Regions from separate parts of the Astyanax mexicanus genome. Here region 1 is linked to region 2. Evidence: chromatin contacts called from public Hi-C data. All regions are on one chromosome and are shown on one strand. Each heading gives the region's core, a stretch centred on a gene start, on an enhancer-like site or on the middle of the called end of the contact. The rest is flanking DNA. Distances are from core to core; before and after follow the strand shown.

Region 1 (3,851 bases), core at 598-3,097, 220 kb before region 2:
GGACCACCTGACAGACATACAGAGAATTGAAATTGCATTACACTTCTACACAAAGTTACAGCAAAAAACACGCAATAACAAAGCAATAACTGACTAAAGTACATCTGAATAAAATTCTAAATAATAAAAGAATGAAATAGACAATAAACATTTAATACATTATGTTATATTGGTATTTTAACCTTAAAATTCAAAAATTAAGTCTAGTGCCCTCTTTATCAGAATAATAATGAAAAAAAAAAAAAAAAAAAAAAACATGACTGAGTTGCTCATTGGGGGCGGTGGCTCAGCACTTAGAGAACCAGGCTATCAACAACAAGGTTGTGGGTTCGATACACAGGATTGGTGGGCCTGTTCCTTGGGCACTGTTGAGCCCTTAAGCAAGGCCCCTCACTGCTGAGTGTATTCACTATGTGTTTGTGTATGTGTATGTGTGTGTTCACTGCACATATGGGTCAAAGTCAGAGGCCAAGTTCCATCTGTGCCCAACACTATATGGTTGCCTTGTCTTATCTTGTCATGTCAAGTCTTGTCTTGTCAATGAATTTCACTGATTCAATCTTGAATTTTGTATTCCAATCTAGGTCTGGGCTTCTGTGGGTTAAGACAAGGGTTAAAAAGAGAAAGATGGAGACTCCGAAAAGAGAAAGAGAGAGCGAGAGAAAGAGAAAGAGAGAGTGCAGTGTGCTCGCCCGGCAGCAGGCAGACGGGGGAGCTGTGTGTGTTTGTATTGGAGCAGCTGGCTGCATACTTGGGCCACATGTGCACTGAGTTTGGAAGCAGCAGCCAAATGAAAGACACATTGTACCCCAGAACTGCAGCGTCTGCACTTGTGCCCGTGGAAAGCGACCAGCCAGCCAGCCAGTCCCGAGAAACAAGACCTGGAGCGACAAGAAAGCTGGAAAAACAGCTGGAATTCGGTGTCGTTAGCCAGCCGGGCCCGCCAAGCGCCGAGCTGAAAGTGGAGTACCAATAGTTGTGGTTTTTGAACTCATTTGGTTTGTTTTATGTGAGTTCAGCGCTTTCAGCGAAAGCAAGAGGCGAAAGCGAGAGAGCTGGCTGATCTTTTTTTTTTTATTACTTAACATTATTTCACATTACTGACGTGCAAAAAAGCATTTTGTTTTATTTATAAAGTATATGGAATTCTGATGATTTGTCTCTGGTGTTAAATTTAGTTTATCATCACTTAAAACTTGGACAGCCACAGTACTTGGCCAGAGAATATCACCTGCAGTAGCGCCGTTTCTCTGCCAGGAGGCAGTAGCGAGCTGTGAAAGGGATCCAGGCACTGAGTGAATTTCCAGTCAACCCTTCAGCAGTAAATAAGCCATGAACCCAAACACTTCGCACTTTTCCTTTGTGTCTTCCATGTAGCTCTGCACGATTCTCTGAACATGAGAGAGCTGGGCGGCGTGGCCAAACCGCACTCGGCCTCGCTCCTTCGTATTTGAGCATTTTTGAGCCGCTGCCAGCAACTTTTTGGGACATTCCAATCCGTTCCAGAAAGAGGAAAGCTATTTGTCACGTCAGAATGGAGCCTAATTTGAGCGGCGAAACATGACCTCTGCTTGTAATTCTTAGCGTGACATGATGTTCCTTGTTGTTGACAAGGCAGAAAATTATTTATTACCTTTTTTTTGTTTGTTTTCTTTGTTTAATCTAAAATAACTGGCATCCAGTCCATACAAGCATTTTTATTACATGTCTTCGCCACACTTGTTTATTTAACCGTTTCAGTTTTGGACCTTCCCTCCAGTGAAAGTTAACAGCGGTAGGTTAACAGGCCAGACGGAGCTTCAGCAGGTCAAAGGTGATCCGTTATGTGGCGAGCAGTAAAAGCCTAGGTCATGGACGCCATGATCCCTTTATTTTCTTAGTCCATGGGCAGCATCTGCTCAGTGACCTGCCCGTGCTGTCCTTCATGAGACATGGATGCTTCTCAGGAGTATCTCTTTATCAGCTACTGATTGTGATATACTGTGTTCTTCTAAAGTTCCAGTAGGATGGTAGAGTTGCGCAAATTAAAGCAGGGTTGCCAGATCCAAAGAAAATATTCAGCCCAAAGTCTAAAACTCAATCTAAAAGATTAAACTAGCCCAAAAATACAGTATATGTCTGTTACTTGTTTGAAGCAAATGGCAAAACAACTATGACTTGTTTTTACGACTTAGTATATTGTTTGTAAGTGATTTATTATCAATATTGCTATTAATCTTATTTATAAGTGATATTAATAATATTCAAACATTTAATAGTAACATAATTAGCGAAAAAAACAGACTTTTACTTCATCTTTTCTGTTTTTGCAACTCCTGAGCTCTCTTCTCTCCTCTTTAACATTTTTTTATCACCTTGTCATTTCTGGTTACATTGTAAGTCTCTTAACATCCAAGACAACACCCGCTTTTTTTTCACTGTAATAAAAACAAAATAAATAAAAATAGCCCAAAAAAAACCCCCTGAATTTTCACCTGCCAATTTTAACAGGAAAACCGCAAACCTGGCAACTCTGTATTAAAGGCACACTATGTAACCGTTGGCTGATTTTTTTTACAAGGCTCCCTCTACAGGCTGGGAGTAAATGTTCACTTTTAGTCTGCTGTTCCTCTGGACACACCCCCCCTTGCAAATGCGTGATTGTTTTGATGGTCAACCAGCTTGGTGAAGCTTGGTTAAACTGGTGGTCCAGCTGGGCCACGTCGATCAAGTTTGTAGACCTCCTAAACCATCAGACAAATCAAACAAAAACATACCCTATAGTGATTAAGGAAAAACTATTTAGAAAATTATAGATGCCCCATAGATTCTCACCCTATCTAAACATCTATTAAACATCTATTATACCACATTTATTTCTGACCCTGCAATGTGATTGGCTGAGAAGCGTTTTATGAGTGACATTATATTATCAGCTGGTAATGCACTGTAATCAAAGCTCTACAAGTATTACTCTGCCACATAAATGTGCAGCGCTTACAAGACAAACAGCACAGTAATTGTTCACTTTTGTGCTGCTGTTCCTTTGGCTCCTCCTACTTGCCAATGTGTGGTATGTAAATACACATACCTGCACTGAATTCACTTATGAAGTAAGTTTGGAAAAATTGCAAAAGATGGAAATGCAGTTATCTAGCTATTACCAAAAAAAGAGAGTTGTAAGCCCATGGGTGCTGAACTTACAAACATGGTTTTCCCCTACAGACAACAAGCGTAGTCAAGAAAACCTTTATTCGCTCTTTAATGATCCATTTATCCATTTTTTAATCTGATACAATAAAAAGTACATCGATTAACTGGTAAATGTTGTAAAGAATACCTTTAAACACGATGTGAACCAACAACAGTGGTCTTCTGAGCCCTTGTGAGTATGGTGGAATAGTTGGCTCACCTTTTGCTGGTAGCAGGTTTCAGATAGTCTAAGATGGTCATGGATGGTGAAGGTGGTTGAAAAACTTGGTGATGATGGTCAACCAGCTTGGTCAAGCTTGGTTAAGATGGTGGTCTAGCTCGCCCAGATTGATAATGTTTGTAGACCTCCTAAACCATCAAACATATCAAACATACCCTGTAGTGGACAAGGAAAGGTAATTTAGAAAATTATAGATGAATCATAGATTCTCACCACATGTTTAACTGAACATCTGTTACACCAAAGTGTAGAGGCATTTTATGAGTGACATTATCAGCCGGTAATGCACTGTAACCGAAGCTCTACAAGTATTACTCTGCCGCATACAGGTAACCTAGCAACAATGCAGCGCTTACAAGCCAAACAGCGCAGCTACAGATAGAGCAACAATGGAACTATTTTAACTCGTGGAGAGTTACCAACCAAACAGATGGTAACC
Region 2 (3,975 bases), core at 1,293-3,792:
CGAGGGCCGGGTCTGGGGGTGTGTTTACGGAGCGGAGCCCGAGCCGTAATTAATGTTAGGACGGCTGGTTTTGGGGGAGATGGAAAAAGGGGGCGGGGTCTAGATTACAAGCACATAAATAATCAGCCTCTATTCTCAGTGCTGCTATCACTGCTACGGTCTGGAGCTGAGGAACTCCCACATCCTCTCCACACACACACACACACACACTATACACTATACACACTGCTATACACACTGACCTCCCCCTGCCCCACAGAGGCAGGCAGGGTATTTTTACTCTGAGAGCTGATGTTTTAAGGATGTTTTAAGGATGTAGAGTTCATCATGTTTTGATTCTAAACGAGGAAATGGCCTGCACTCGCTCCCTTCATTTCTCTCTCGTTGTCTCTCTCTCTTTTTTCTCTCTTTCGCTGATTACGAGAGGATCCTGTTACTACTATCATCAGCCATGCCAGTGTGATAAGATTCATTATAAATTCATGAGTCCAGAGCCCATTATTCATGTATTTATACTGACATAGAGTAGAATTGGAATATCATGGGAAACAAGGCGTGTCACGATGCTCATTACTATCTTACACCCTGGAAACAGTCTACTTTCACCCCTCGCGCCTGCAGTGGCGCTTGTAAATATATATGCCCTGATGGATGTGGTGGTGTGATGTTTTAAGTTCAATTTCTGGCCTATTGCTATCTTGGCAACAGAAAACACAGGTGCACCACTGACTTACTAAAACCCTGACAACAGTCATCAGTCAGATGTTCACTGCTAGGCTGGCAAAGGAGAAACGCCACATTATACACAAGGACATGCAGCAGTGCACAAACCCACCTTTTACATCAACAATAAAGAGAATACAAAATTAAATAACATTGCTGTTCACAGGTCAGTTTCCTCTGCTGAGTGCAGAAGTTCTGCACCATTAAAATACCAATCCACCAAAGTCAGAGTGCACCTGGCTTTTAAAGAGAATGGCAAGTGACACAATGATAGGTTTATTACACATTTATTACACTCAAAACACACCCATGATTAATTAAGAGATAATTACTACATGTCTTTTGCGTTTTTCGAGCTGCAAGTTATTATAGCAAAGACATGCTGACACCCTGCACGGTGCACGATTCACCTATAAGATTCATTATAAACCCATAAGAACATTATTCATGTTTTTACACTAACATACAGTAGAATTGGGCAATGCTCATTACTATCTTACACCCCGAGAACAGTCTGTTTTCCTGAATGTATATACTCTAATTGGTGTGGTGGTCGTGAAGTGAGGTATGTTCAGATAAATTGCTGGTGAACTGCTATGTATAAGTGCAACATAAAACACAGGTGCACCACTGACTGATTAGAACCCTGACTAGAACATTAAACCGTCAGACATTTATTGCTATAGGAAAAGAAAGACAGAGAGTTACCTCTGTTGCACAGGATAAGTTGAAAGCACCCCAGATAAGACCCCCCTTAGTACTTAAATAAACTCTTTAGTACTTAGGTTTATTATATGATTCCTTATGTAAAAACAAAGTCATAGACGTGAAAAAAAACTGCATATAATTCTCTTAAAAACGAATACTATATACAAATTCTAAAGAATACACTGTTAAAAAATACATTTTCTGCAAACAGTGGTGCTAAAACACTTGTTGTTACACAACAATACGTTTTTAATCAATGGTTAATAGAAAATTACTGATTTTTCTGTTAGTTTTCTTACATTTTATCTTGCAGCTATGAACTGCATTTTGTGTACAATTACCACAAATATGTATTTGCTTATTTACTTTGAATCACATTTCACAGTTAGACTTGTTAAAGAGCCACTAAACCTTAAACCATATTTTTGCATTAATAGCTAAAATATGTTCCTTTAAAAGTACTGAAACATTTCAGTCCTGCTTAGTTTTTTTATAAACTCTTCCTAACCTTAAGAAAACACTTTTATTGTGGTAATTTCTGCCTCTGCAGCGCCCTCTCAGGTTCAACTGTGCTATTGCCTTGGATGATGTCCAACCATCTGCATCTCACGGCTCTCAGAGGAACACTGCTGCTGCAGCTCAGCCAATCAGATCACCCTTATGCCCTGCCTCTAAACCCATACATCACCCAGTGCCTCTTCCAAGCCACTCCTAACATTTTTTAGCCTGTTTCAAATTTGAGCTGAGCATGGAGTCAGCAAAAAAAAAGCATCAACAGATAATTTACGTACTAAAGTTTTAGAGAATTTTCTCAGAAAATAACATGACACATTTCATGTTTATTCATGTAATTTTAATGTAATTTTCCAGAGATAAAATGATCTTGTAATAGTTTTTAAGTGCACTGTAAGGTAATCTGAGTGTGATGTAGGTAATCTGTATTTAAAGTAAATTGTTGTAAATGGTTGTAGAGTGAGCAGTGCTGCAGGAGGCTGGTGTATAAGATATAGGCTACAGATAACAGCTCTGAGACGTACAGGTGTGTGTGTGGGTGTGCACGCATGAGCGCATGGCTGCATGGTGTATGCGCGGGTGTGTACGAGTGTGTGCACTTGTAGGCCCGTATCTGGCTGTATCGGTTTACTTTATTTTCGCTGGGGTTGGAGTACAGCTGCTGCCATGTTTGGGCAGGGCTGGGATTTAGTGGCAGCAGCTTCAGTAAACAAGATGCAACGTTACATTTTTAACAGTACAAACATTGGCAGCAGGACAGACTGCTTGTTATAGTTGTTTGTGTCAAGTAGGATTTATTCACATGACGAAAACGCAGCTGAACCCTGTACAGTAACTAAGTTCAAGAGGGATTTTCTTTCATTGGGCCTATTTTTAGTCTTTAAATCCAGTTTTAAGGTAGAGAACTCCAAAAAAGAAAAAGAAAAACATGCACTGGAAGTATTTCATCTTTGTGTGTATTTTTTGTGTGTAGTTCGGCTTTAAGCAACTCAATATCTTGTATGACTTCAAATGACTTGAAAAAGGCTGATTTTTGGTTTGAGAACAGCATGGGTTTAATATGTTTTAAAGCTCAACTGCGCCCTCTATCAGTCTTCTGCCACAACTGCACCAGTATATGGTATAATTCAATACAGCAGAATATCACACAGTTCATTTTTTACTGCTTTCACCATCCTCTTAGAAGCCTCTTAAATTTTAGAGGAATTCAATTTAAAAATATTTGATTTGAATAGATTAAGTAATTTGGAGTATTTCTATTGGTCTGTTTCCAATTAATGAAAAAATTTAATAATAAAAACATAAAAAACAAGTATTCTTTATTAATTTAATTTTGTCAGACCTATCATCTCACAGTCTTGCAAATAAATATTCTATATTGATTTAGGCTTGGCAATCAAGTTCTATAAAAAAAAAACTGTTTAATGAGTATACTGTATATTTATTATCTTGTGCCCAAACCCTGTTACCGATTAAAGTTCCTATGTTGTACACTGAGATCTACGAAAACTGAATGGGTTTAGAACCTTTACCTGTGAGGCATTAGATCTGATAGGGTTAAATATATAAAAATAATATCTGTAATATCTGCATAATATGTTGTCTGTGCAAAACCAACAATACTCAGCAAGGTGTGTGTGGAGTGAGGGTGCATACAGTATGTACAGTATACATTGTTGCAAACAGGTGTAATCAATAATCCGGTGATTAACTTCCTGGAGGTGCCATGACACACCTTAGAACATCCCCATTTTTTTCCCTTTATTTTTGCCATTTGAGCTCTTTGGGAGCAGTCAATAATTGGAAATATTATGCTGATGGTACAGTCTACCACATTTTGTAGCAAACTGCCACGAAAACAAACTTTAAAGAAACTAAAAACTAAAAAATATAATTTTAGTATTGAATAAAAATTAAATTGTAACAAAAACTTATGGATATAGAACCATTTTATAACAGTGAGGTTCTATAATCTTAACATGAATTTTATTTGTTGCAGAGTCTTACATAAAATGGTTCAAACATGGTTAT

The links. Hi-C and Micro-C count contacts between places; a contact is called where the count stands out from the background.
Region 1: a contact with region 2 is called in a Hi-C map of muscle, with 19 times the contacts expected there. The contact joins two enhancer-like sites. A contact is called at or near these places in 2 of 3 Hi-C or Micro-C datasets (both in muscle).

Annotation. Positions count from the first base shown.
Region 1 is chr9:33,233,252-33,237,102 of AstMex3_surface, reverse strand. No RefSeq gene overlaps it. Among protein-coding and RNA genes, the nearest start is that of LOC125804615, 37 kb to the left of the region's middle. Within about 2 kb of position 1,847, the one cell type or tissue checked has an H3K27ac peak away from gene starts, as active enhancers do.
Region 2 is chr9:33,009,893-33,013,867 of AstMex3_surface, reverse strand. All of the region lies in intron 2 of LOC103026716 (ATP-sensitive inward rectifier potassium channel 1), which reads right to left. Among protein-coding and RNA genes, the nearest start is that of fli1, 16 kb to the right of the region's middle. Within about 2 kb of position 2,542, the one cell type or tissue checked has an H3K27ac peak away from gene starts, as active enhancers do.